2 separate regions of the Sus scrofa genome follow, and region 1 is linked to region 2. A link is a contact called in public Hi-C data. All regions are on one chromosome and are shown on one strand. Each heading gives the region's core, a stretch centred on a gene start, on an enhancer-like site or on the middle of the called end of the contact. The rest is flanking DNA. Distances are from core to core; before and after follow the strand shown. Region 1 has its middle 40 kb from the start of C13H21orf59. Region 2 holds the start of EVA1C (protein eva-1 homolog C).

What was found. A called contact is a pair of places that touch in the nucleus more often than the background predicts.
Region 1: a Hi-C map of skeletal muscle shows a contact between it and region 2, with 7 times the contacts expected there. The contact joins the enhancer-like site here to the promoter of EVA1C in region 2. A contact is called at or near these places in 8 of 47 Hi-C or Micro-C datasets (embryonic fibroblasts, heart right ventricle, liver and 2 more) and 1 of 2 datasets of contacts at active chromatin or transcription factors (skeletal muscle).

The regions. Positions count from the first base shown.
Region 1 is chr13:196,182,736-196,188,370 of Sscrofa11.1, forward strand. No RefSeq gene overlaps it. Among named protein-coding and RNA genes, the nearest start is that of C13H21orf59, 40 kb to the right of the region's middle. Within about 2 kb of position 2,441, at least 26 of the 83 cell types and tissues checked have an H3K27ac peak or open chromatin away from gene starts, as enhancers often do. A contact at or near this core is called in embryonic fibroblasts, retroperitoneal adipose tissue and skeletal muscle, where this site is marked.
Region 2 is chr13:196,064,009-196,069,445 of Sscrofa11.1, forward strand. It overlaps EVA1C (protein eva-1 homolog C), which reads left to right and starts at 3,635. Exons shown (of 8, transcript XM_021070917.1): 1 at 3,635-4,155. The coding sequence starts at 3,996.

The sequences.
Region 1 (5,635 bases), core at 1,191-3,690, 120 kb after region 2:
CAAAAGGTGGGAAAAAATGTACACATGTAAGTGTGCCTTGGCCCCCATGCTGTACAGCGGAAAAATAAATAAATAAATTAAAAAAAAAAAAAGATAGGATGCCTGTGAGAGATGTAAGCAGGCAGGGAAGGAGGCTCTGCCCTAAGGATTAGGTGGGCTACAGTTTTATCATCCAAGGAAAGTGGGGAGGAGAAAAGACTGCCTCCTCCCTTGTCTTTGAGTGGACATCAGGCTTACAAGTCATTAGCTTCTCCTTCGTATCCGGTAAGAGAGTATTGGGCCCTATGAGATCAAACTAGGACTGTCAGGGCGCGTATTCACATCAGCGGAAGGGCGGTAACAGATGCTAAACTATGTTGAATCAGGTCGGGTTTCTGTACAGTGAGGGTCTCCTACTCGGGAAATGTCATCTTTCCCTTCAATTCCCATCCTTGGTCCTAAGGATCATTGTCTTGCTGAACTTGAAATCAGGCCTCGTTTTCTCTCTCATTAAGTGGTGAATCTCTCATCTCTCACTTAATGACCTGAGGCATATCTTGTGCTTTTATTTACGGTTTTATAGTTAAGCAAGGCTGCTTCGCTCTAGGATGCTCTTTTTTTTTTTTTCTTGCCTTTTTTTAGGGCCGCATGCATGGCATATGGAAGTTCCCAGGCTAAGGTCGAATTGGAGCTCCAGCTGCTGGCCTGCGCCACAGCCACAGCAACTTGGGATCTGAGTGAGCCACGTCTGCAAACTACACCACAGCTCAAGCTCAACCTACTGAGGGAGGCCAGGGATCGAACCCGCATCCTCAGGGATACTAGTCAGATTCGTTTCCGCTGCGCCACAACAGAAACTCCCTCTATAATGTTCTGATGGCTTTCTTTCCTTTTTTTTTTTTTTTTTTCTTCTCTTTTTTGACTGCCCAGTGGCATGTGGAGTTCCCCAGCCAGGGATCAGATTCGAGTTGCAGTTTCCATCTAAGCCACAGCTGCAGCAACGCCGGATCCTTTACCCACCGTGCTGGGCTGGCCTGCATCCCATTGCTCTCAAGACACTACTGATCCCATCGCGCCAGAGCGGGAACTCACTGCTCTGACGACTTTTCTGAGCGATTATTAACTTCCAGGGATCTCCCAAAATTCCCCAGGTTTCCCACTCTTTCTATGGTCCCCTCCTGGGACCTCTACAACTCCCTGTGAAACTCTCTTACTCTATCACATTGGCTGTGACCACTTATCCTGCGGCAGCTGCTGCCACCATCCCTTCCTTGGGGACCATTGCTGTTGTTAATTCCTCTTCCTTTGCTCCCTGTGAACATTGCAGCTAACTAGATGGGCCAGCCCCTGCTTCCTCCTGAGCCCGCAGGCTAGTGGCGCCCCCAGGAACATTCCAGAAAAACCCTAGGGTCCTGCATCAGACAAAGAAAGATGATTGGCCAGAGGAAGCCCGGAAGGGCTGGCCCCATACGAGTAATCTAAATGCCTCCAAAGCACAGGTTGGTGGCTCTTCCTCTTTCTCTCCGTCTCTGTCTCTCTCTCCACCGGCCTGCCTGGACCAGTGCCTTCTCCACACCCATCTTCCCTCTCCCCTCTTTTAATAAACACTTGTTTGCCTCACAACCCTCAGTCTCTTTGCAGGATTCTTTCTCCAAAGGAACAAGTTCTGGAGTTCCCGTTGTGGCACAGCGGAAATGAATCCGACTAGGAATCATGAGGTTGCGGGTTCGATCCCTGGCCTTGCTCAGTGGGTTAAGGATCTGGCATTGCCGGAAGCTGTGGTGTAGATCGCAGACGTGGCTTGGATCCTACGTTGCTGTGGTTGTGATATAGGCCGGCCACTGTAGCTCCAATTCGACCCCTAGCCTGGGAATCTCCATGTGCCGCAGGTGCGGCCCTTAAAAAAAAAAAAAATGGGGGGTGGCGGGGGGACAAGTTCTAGGGACCTGCATCAAGTGGTTTGAGTTCAGCATTCTCATCCCACAGCCACTCACTCAGAACATACTCAGCAGCCCCATGGCCAGGGATGGGCAGCGGCCAGGCCTCGAACTCTTGGACTGGTAATTTTAAGGTTGCCAATCACTCTCCCATTCGTCTTAATATCGTAGAAAGTACCAAATCGCAGCTTCACTTTCTGCTGGAGAAACTAAACAACGTTCTTAGAAAGCTCTTCCTGGAACTGACTGGCGAGGGTGCTTTAAGAGGCAATGAACTTCTCCGATGCGAATATATGTCAAGGGCCTGAATGATGACGCCTGGCAGAGCCCCCCCTTTGGAAGGTTCCCCATCTCTGCCTGGAGATTGCTCGCAGCCTCACTGCATCTCTTTCAGATGGGTCCCACAAAAAATCCAATGGGGGATTTATCTTGAGGAGAAAACGCAGCCTTCCTGCTTTGAAGCAAACTGCCCGCAGTATCATGAGCTCAGCCTGCCGGCCTCGGCTGAACAAAGGCAGGAAAGCTGGTCACTTCCGATCGGGGGGTGCAGGTTCGTTCCCCGGACTTGCTCCGTTCCAACGCATGACTCCATGGAGGGAGTTCTTTCAAGAAAAGAAAAATAGACCTTGTCATTTCCTATTGTTTCAAAGACAAAATCCAGCCTGGGAAAGATTACGGCGAGAGGAAGGGGACTCGTGTTCAGATGACTAAACACCAATCTGACCTGGAAAATGCTCCATTAGTTTCCGAGGAAGGGAGGGAGCCGCAATTAGAGGCGTGTGTAGAATCATGACATGCCACCTCGCTCAAGGAGAAAACGCAAAATGTTCCCAACTCGCTAACAATGGACCCGCGAGAGAATGTGTTACGAATCCATGAAGAATGTGCAGACCCGGGGAGTCGCCGCCCAGCTCTGAGCTCCCGAACTTCCTTCCTTAGCGCTTGCTCTGATTGTAAAGCCTCTGGATCCTGGGAGAGCAGGCGGGTGCTGTCAGCAGAGGGCTGGAGCCAGGCTCGCCTCCGCCCAGAGGGTCCTGCTAAATGCCACTCAGCTCAGGCACGTGGAAAACTTCTTTTCTCATGGAAGATGTCTTGGGAAGAATGCCAACCGTTCTGGAAAAATTAGAATAAAGCTGCCTTGCGTTGTGTCTTTAAATAAAGGAAATTGCTATGCACCAACATGAAAAAGTCAAAGTCATGTGAGTCAAGGAAAAGTGCAAACTGGAAAGTAACACATATCATAATGTGTAAAAAAAAAAAAAGATTCTACATAAAACGATATTTTCCTATGTATGCATAGAACTCTCTAGGGCTGCCTCTCGTATTTGCAGGGTCTGAGAGTAGAAATGAGTGTTACCTACCAGCCAAGCATCCACATGTTCCATACCTTGAGCCAAAACCAAAAGTTATATAAAAATATTCTTTTTCCTTCCTTGACAAATATACCCTTATGACGACCTTGAAGACCAAGTTCAAATTCAGAACCGTGCTGTGGCTGCTTGGGGTGGGGGTTGGGATCTCAGACACTGACCCCTGACCCACCTTTCTCATCCTACCTCCTCTCTGTCCCCCCCTGTTGGGAGTCTCACATCCTTAAGCAGGGAGGACGTGGTTTCTGCGACCTTGCTGTGTTCCATCCTTGCCCCCAAATGGGCCCCTCACAGGGAGGGACAGAGGGGAGGGAGGACCGGAAAGGGAGGTTGGGGCCAGAGTCGGAGACTGCCCTCCCAACCCCATGCGATGGCATATGGCAAATGAAGATGCTGGGAGAATAAACACCTGACCTCCCGCCACTCCCTCCCTCTCATCTCCTGCTGGGGACCTCCCTCCCCCACCCACCCCCTGTTCCCCCCTTCCCCAGCCCAGGGGGAAGTCAAAGAGGGGCTGGGAAGTGGGTTGACAGTGCACTGGGGTGAAGGTCAAGGTGGAAAGGCTGGAAGAGAGTGGAGAGCAGATGCATCAGGACAAAGGGAGGGGATCCTGAGAAAGCGCAAACAGAGAGCCCATATGCGGGAGCTGGGCCCTAAGGATGAGCAGGGGCTCATGGGAGCCCAGGCAGAGGCCAGGCCAGGCCTCTTGGCCCCACCTGCCCATCAGGAACCCGGAGGGGGGTGGGGCTCATGCTAAGAATGCAGATTCCTAGCCCCACCCCTGCCACTTGTGGTTTTTTTGTTTTGTTTTGTTTTTTGTTTTTTAGGGCTGCACCTGTGGCATATGGAAGTTCCCAGGCTAAGGGTCAAATCAGAGCTGTAGCTGCTGGCCTATACCAGAGCCACAGCCATGCGGGATCCGAGCCCCCTCTGCAACTTACGCCACAGCTCATGGCAACGCTGGATCCTTAACCCACTGAGCAAGGCCAGGATCCAACCTTCATCCTCATGGATACTGGTCAGATTTGTTTCCGCTGAGCCGCAAGAGGAACTCCTGGGTGGGGATTTGGAACCTATCCTCTTAGAGGATAGATTAAGAGGGGAGGAGCTTCCTGGTGGCCTAGGGGTTCAGGATCTGGTGCTGTCACTGCTGTGGCTTGGGTTCAATCCCTGGCCTGGGAACAAAAAAAAAAAGAAGTGGTAGGGATGCTGCAGATGGCCTTGACTGATGACCAGGACTGGTCTCTGGGTGCTAGGGGTCCTTGGCCTGGGAAAGGCAGGGGCAGGAAGCCAAGTAGGTAAAGACAGCTCAACTTCACGCCTCCAAAAACCCCAGACCCTCTTTTAAGCCTGTCTAAAAGCTCTCACTGGCCCAGATTGGGTAGCCTTGGGTGTCTGCTTATAGCCGGGATGAATGGGTTTGTTCGTTTGTTTTTTTCTTGTTTTTTTTCTACAGCCCCACCTGTGACATACAAAAGTTCCTGGGCCAGGGGTTGAATCGGAGCCACAACCGCGGACAATGCAGCAATGACGGATCCCAGCCGCATCTGTGACCTATGCTGTATCTCTTGTGATAACACTGGATCCTTAAGGCACTGAGCAAGGCCAGAGATGGAACCTGCATCCTCATGGATACTATGTTGAGCCCTTAACCCTCTGAGCTCCAACGGGAACTCCGTGAATGGGGTTTTATGAGCAGCTCTCGGATCCGTAGGCATTTCAACTATGGTGCCCGAGCATCCTGGTTTGCTGGGGGCCAAGGGGTTTTCTGCAATGCAGGACTCTCTGTGCCAAAACAGGGGGAGTTGTCCTGGGGCAGCTGGTGATGGACAGGTGGACACACCTGGGTGGTCACCCTCATTCTCACCTTCTGATCAGGCGGCATTGAGCTCACATTGCAGCCACTGGGTTCGAAATCTCCTTCTCCTTAACTCCGTGTCCCTAAGACATATTATCGCAGTTGCTCCTTTTCATTTTCTAAGACATGTTGAAAAAGTGCCATTCATGTCTAAATCCTTCTTTTCAGTCACTTTTAATATCCTTTTGAAAGGAAAGAAGGAAAGAGAAGAGGCTCTCAGGACGAAGCCTTCGCATACTTGGACTGAACCCAAAGGTGAACATGTATTTCAGCAAAATTCATTCAGGGTCTTGAAAGTCAAGTGTGTGGCTATAAAATACACCTGTTCAGTCTGAAAGAATGCCCTCTTCTGTGCTTGGCTGGCTGAACCGTGAAATGCCAGCGCTCCCAGGAATGGGACGCTAGAAAACCAGAAAGGGGAGCAGGATGCTTATAGAGGCGGGGGCTCCTCAGGCTCCAAGGCGCTGCCCAGGCTGGTGGACTGACTTGGG
Region 2 (5,437 bases), core at 2,385-4,884:
TGTGGTATAGGTTGCTTATGCAGCTCAGATCTGGCATTGCTGTGGCTGTGGCGCAGCCCGGCTGCTGCAGCTCTGATTGGCCCCCTAGCCTGGGAACGTCCATATGCCATAGGTGCGACCCGAAAAAGACAAAAAGAAAAAAAAAAAGAAATAACTCTCCACTCCTCTTTCTCTCAACTCTTGGTAACCTCTAATCTCTGTCTCTATGAACTTGCCTATTCTAGATATTTCATGTAAGTGGAACTACACAATATTTATCATTTGTGTCTGGCTTACTCTACCTAGCATCATGTGTGTAAAGTTCGCCCATGCTGAAGCCTGTTCAGTGGGTTTTGGCATGTTACATTATTAATTTGTTTGAAGTTGTGGCAAATTCTTTACATAAACATTGCCATTTTAAGCGTACAGTTGAGTGGCATTAATTACATCTATGGTGTTTACAGCCATCACTACCATCTATTTCTAGAACTATTTCATCACCCCAAACAGAAGCCCTATAACCATTACAAAATAACTCTTGGACTTCCCGTTGTGGCTTAGCAGTAGCAAACTTGACTAGTATCCATGAGGATTTAGGTTCGCTCCCTGGCATCGCTCAGTGGGTTAAGGATCCGGCGTTGCTGTGAGCTGTGGTTTAGGTCACAAACACGGCTCAGATCCCAAATTGCTGTGGCTGTGGTGTAGACCAGCAGCTTCAGCTCTGATTAGATCCCCTAGCCTGGGAACTTTCATATGCTGCAGGTGCAGCCCTAAAAAGAGAAAGAGAAAGACAGAGAGAGAGAGGGAGAGAGAGAGAGACAGACAGACAGAAAGAAAGAAAGGAGGGAGGGAAGGAAGGAAGGAACTCTATTCCTTTTTCTCCCAACTCTTGGTAACCTCTAATCTCTGTCTCTATAAGTTTGCCTATTCTAGATATTCCATGTACGTGGAACTACACAATATTTATCATTCATGTCCAGCTTAATCCACCTAGCATCATGTTTGTAAGGTTTGTCCATTCTGCAGCCTGTATCAGAAGTTCACTCCTTTTTATGACTGTATAATATTCCGTATTTTGTTTATCCATTGATCTGTCCATTGATGGACACCTGGGTTGCCTCTACCTTTTGGCTCTTGGGAATAAGGCCATATGAACATGGGTGTCCAAATATCTCTTGGGATCCCTGCTTTCAATTCTTTCGGGCATATAGCCTCTGGACCCACTGCTGACCCTTCCAGCCCAGTTTTGCTCATCAGCCAGAGACACCATCACACACCTGATTGCATCAGTCATCTGCTTACAACCCTTTGCTGGCTTATGATGGAAATGCGCACAAGGGCTTAGGATAAAGATGTAAGTGCTGGAGTTCCCGTCATGGCTCAGTGGTTAACAAATCCGACTAGGAACCATGAGGTTGGAGGTTCAATCCCTGGCCTCGCTCAGTGGGTTAAGGATCCGGCGTTACCATGAGCTGTAGTGTAGGTTGCAGACCTGGCTTGGATCCTGAATTGCTGTTGCTCTGGCGTAGGCTGGTTGCTACTGCTCCGATTAGACCCCTCATCTGGGAACCTCCATATACCTTGAGAGCAGCCCTAGAAAAGGCAAAAAAAAAAAAAAAAAAAAAGATGGAAGTGCTCACCAAGGTATAGGTCCCTGAGCTCTGGCCGCTGACCTCTCTGTGTCACCTTGCCCTGCCCTTTTCTCTCTGCTCCATCCCTTCCACGCTTCTCTATGGAACTGTGCCTCTTGGGTCTCACATATGCTGATCCCTTATCCCAAGATGTTCACTCCCCACAGATACCTAGCTTTCGTTTGGCCAACTCTTCCCATCTTTCTCAACCATCTTGTCTTATAAAGGTCCCTAGCACCTCCCTCTCCTGCTCCTTCCCTCCCCTCTCTGGCTCCTTCTCATGGCCCCTTGTCATTCACTTGGCATTACCTGTTCTACCTTGGTCTTCCTGGCTGTACCAATGACCACTACTGACTGAATGCTTGCTCGTTCCAGGCCCAGTCCTACCCATGTCACCCGTATCAACTCATTAAATCCACACAGTGAGCCTGGGACATTTACAGATAAGGAAGCCAGGGGATGCTGTCACAGCAGCAGTGCTCCCACAGGCATCTGGAAGCCTGTGCATCCCTATGGGACAGTTGGTGGCAGCCCCTAGGCCTGAGGGAGCCTGGTTCCCTTCTGGTGCCAGCACTCCCAGTTCCCAGCAGAGGATCTGGCACACAGGGGTACCGAATTCACATCTGAAGTAAATGAACGGAATGGAAAGAATGTAAGGGAACTGAGTTTTGAGCAAACGTCCCTTACCGAACGGCTTTTAAGTGCCAGGCATCCTTACCCACCCTCCTTGCCTCAGTTTCAGAGACCTAGAAAGTAGGCAGGAATACTTACATCCAAGGGTTATTGAGAAGGTTGAGTACTTTAATGTAGATTTTAAAAAATCATTGTGTTTGGCAGGCTGGGTCCTACGAACAAATACTGATCTTTGCATCCCCCCATTCCCACTCCCATTCCCAAGACAGGGAAGAAGGGGCCGGCATCTCAGTTCCCCCCACCCTGCCCCGGGGACCCTGGAGCACTAGGTGGGACCCTATGACATCCGGTCCTCCACGATCCCTGCGGCCGGCCTCTAAGAGGGTCCTACAGGTAGGCCAGCGAGTCTCGGTTTTCTTTCTCCAGGCCTCCGCGCCTCCTTCTGCGGCGTACGCGGGGCAGTTCGGACGGAGCCTGCGGGCGCACTGTGCCTGGTCCCGCCCTTGGGCCTCATTATCTACATTTCCGCGTCAAGCCTGCCGAGAACTTGGCAGGCCCTCCCGCGGTGTTCCGGAACACTTTGTGCCCAGCGCCCGCCGGCCCGGCTCTCCTCCCTCCCGCCGGCGCCGCCTGGCCCGGACGCCCCGCGTAATCCGCCGGTTTGGGTCGGTGGACCCCAGGGACCACAGCCGGCATTTCCCCCCCCACCCCACGCACTTGTCTTCGGTTCCCCCGAAGCCAGGCTCTGCAATCTGCTCCTCCTCTTCGGGCTGGGTGTCCAAACGTGGGTTACACCGCGCGTAATCGAGAGGTTCAGAAAGATGCTGTGGCCCATTTTAAAACAAAGCCCAATTATTAGCTTTCGGCGGCTGTTTGTGCCGGTCCAGTGTCAGATCCCCTGAGCGCGGCGGACAACCAATACGCAAAAGAAAACAGTTGCAGCAAAAAGAAATCGGCTCTGGAGCCGCCTGATCCAGAGAACAATGCCTGCCCCGCGATGGTTCCCGTCCTGGCTGCCTAAGACTTAGCAATGCTCTGAGTCTCAGTCTCCTCTTCTGTGAAATGGGGATAACTGTGCGAGCCTGGCGATTCGGCACGTGGAGCGCTGCAGGTCGCAAAGACGTCAATGCTGAGTTCCACACCTCCGGGTCCCCACCGTCCCGCGGCCCCCACCTCGGCCTCGGCCCCGCCCCGGGGCGACGGGGCTCTACGCGCAGCGCTGGCTCCAAAGTGCGTCACCGGCACCGGCCGCGCTCCTCCAGCGGCCAGGGCGAGGCTGGCACGGGGCCAGCGGGCCCGGCCGGGGGTGCCGGACCGTCTCGGGGCGGGGACCCGGGCGGGAAGGGCGCTCAAGTTGCGCGGCTCGCGGCGCGCTGCTGGGGGCGCCCTCTGCGGCGGGCGGCGCGCCAGGGACCAGCCTCCGCAGCCTCGGAGCGTGAGAGGCTACACTTTCCCTTCGCCCCCCGCCCTCGTTTCCTCCCGCGCGGCCGCAGCGGAGATTTCCTCTCGGGGAAACTACGCGGATCCTTCCCGGGGCTCGTGGCCCCGCCCCAGTTCTCCGCCCCCTCCTCTCTGCTGGGGAGCCGGTGCCGGCCCGCGCCGGGGAGGAGGCTCTGGCAGCCTGGGCCAGGAGGTGGCAGGGGGCCGCGGATCCGCCGGCTACCGACTCGTCCTGCCATGTGACGCTGCCCTCCGCCCAGCGACCCCCGGCGCGCCCCTGGCCCGCGCTCGCGCTCCTTCGCGCTGCGCACCATGCTTCTGCCGGGACATGCGCGCCCACTGCCCGCGCCCCAGCCCGCACAGCATCCCGGCCTCCGCAGGCAGGTAGAGCCGCCCGGGCAGCTGCTGCGCCTCTTCTACTGCACTGTCCTGGTCTGCTCCAAAGAGATCTCAGCGCTCACGGACTTCTCCGGTAAGAATCGACCTCCCTCCCTGTGTGCCCCCGGCGCCGCCGTGCACCCAGCTGAACCCTAGGTTGAAGGGGGGCGGACGCCCGAGGGGTCAAGGCCGGGTTGGTTTAAAGTTGGGGCGCAATCAAAGCTGGTTTTCTTGCCCAGTGTGAAACCTTAGTATATGTAGCTGCGTGTGGGGTGGCAGCAGGGGATGCCCCACCCCCGAAGGAAGGGTCCATATGGTGTTTGGAGTTTCTCTTCCAGTGAGTTGACCTCGTCACTTTCCCAGTGGCAGGACCCGGCTCTGATGGGTGAGGGTCCGCTGGTAGCTCCTTAAGTTGATAAGCTGAGACCTGTGCCCCTCTTGGCGCTGTTGGTACACGTGTTGGTTCACGTTGCACTTGGTTTGCCATCCGCATAGTCTGAGTGTGCCCCGACCAGCCTCTCGGGTGCCCATGTAAGGAGACCAGCCCAGGAGACCCTTGACCTGAAGTCTATACGGACACGGGCTGGGAGGTCTGGTGGAGATGCAGTGGGAGATGAGTTAGAAGCTTACAGAACAGAGAGGAGACTCGGTAACCTCTCTTCACTAACCAAAAGTACCAGCATCTGCCCCTGGCAGCCCCAATGCCTTAACCAAAAATAACGACCTCCCCCCCACCCCCCAGTAATGGGTGAGGTTTTTCTTTTTGGTGACTGGGACCAAGGGCCCCGGCAGCTGATCTCGGTCAGTTCTGGGATGGTAGGTGTGGTGCTGCAAAGTGAGAGAAGTTTCTGGGTTGATGAGGGCTATAGGAGCTGAATTTTTACAGCCGGGCTTGCTTAGCCCAACAAGGTCCCTGTATCAGACCTGGGTTTCCCCCTGGCCAGGTTGGAGGCCTTTCACCCTTTCCTCACCCCTTCCCAGCCCAGGAAGCAGCCCTGAACCCCACGCTCCCCCTTCTCCAGCATCTTCTGCCAAGTCCATGCTCCTGTATCCCTGCCTCAGGGTCTTTTGCAATATAATCATGGTCACTCCTCAGCCCTATTGGTGCGGTAGACTCCTACATGGCAGGGGACCCTGGCAAAGCAGAGCTGAGTTGGGTTTCTAGTTTACTTACAGAGAATGTCATTGTTAGCTGAGAGCCCTTGGGTCAGAGGTTCTTTGCTTTGAATATTTAATATCAAGGCAGTGTTTCTACCTAGCAAAAGAAGCCAAGATATGCCTGTTTGGCAAGGAAACTGTGGTCCTTAAAATCCAGCACCAGAGGGTTAGAGCATTGTGGTAAATGTGCTGGGAAATGCTGAATTTCAAGTGCTATC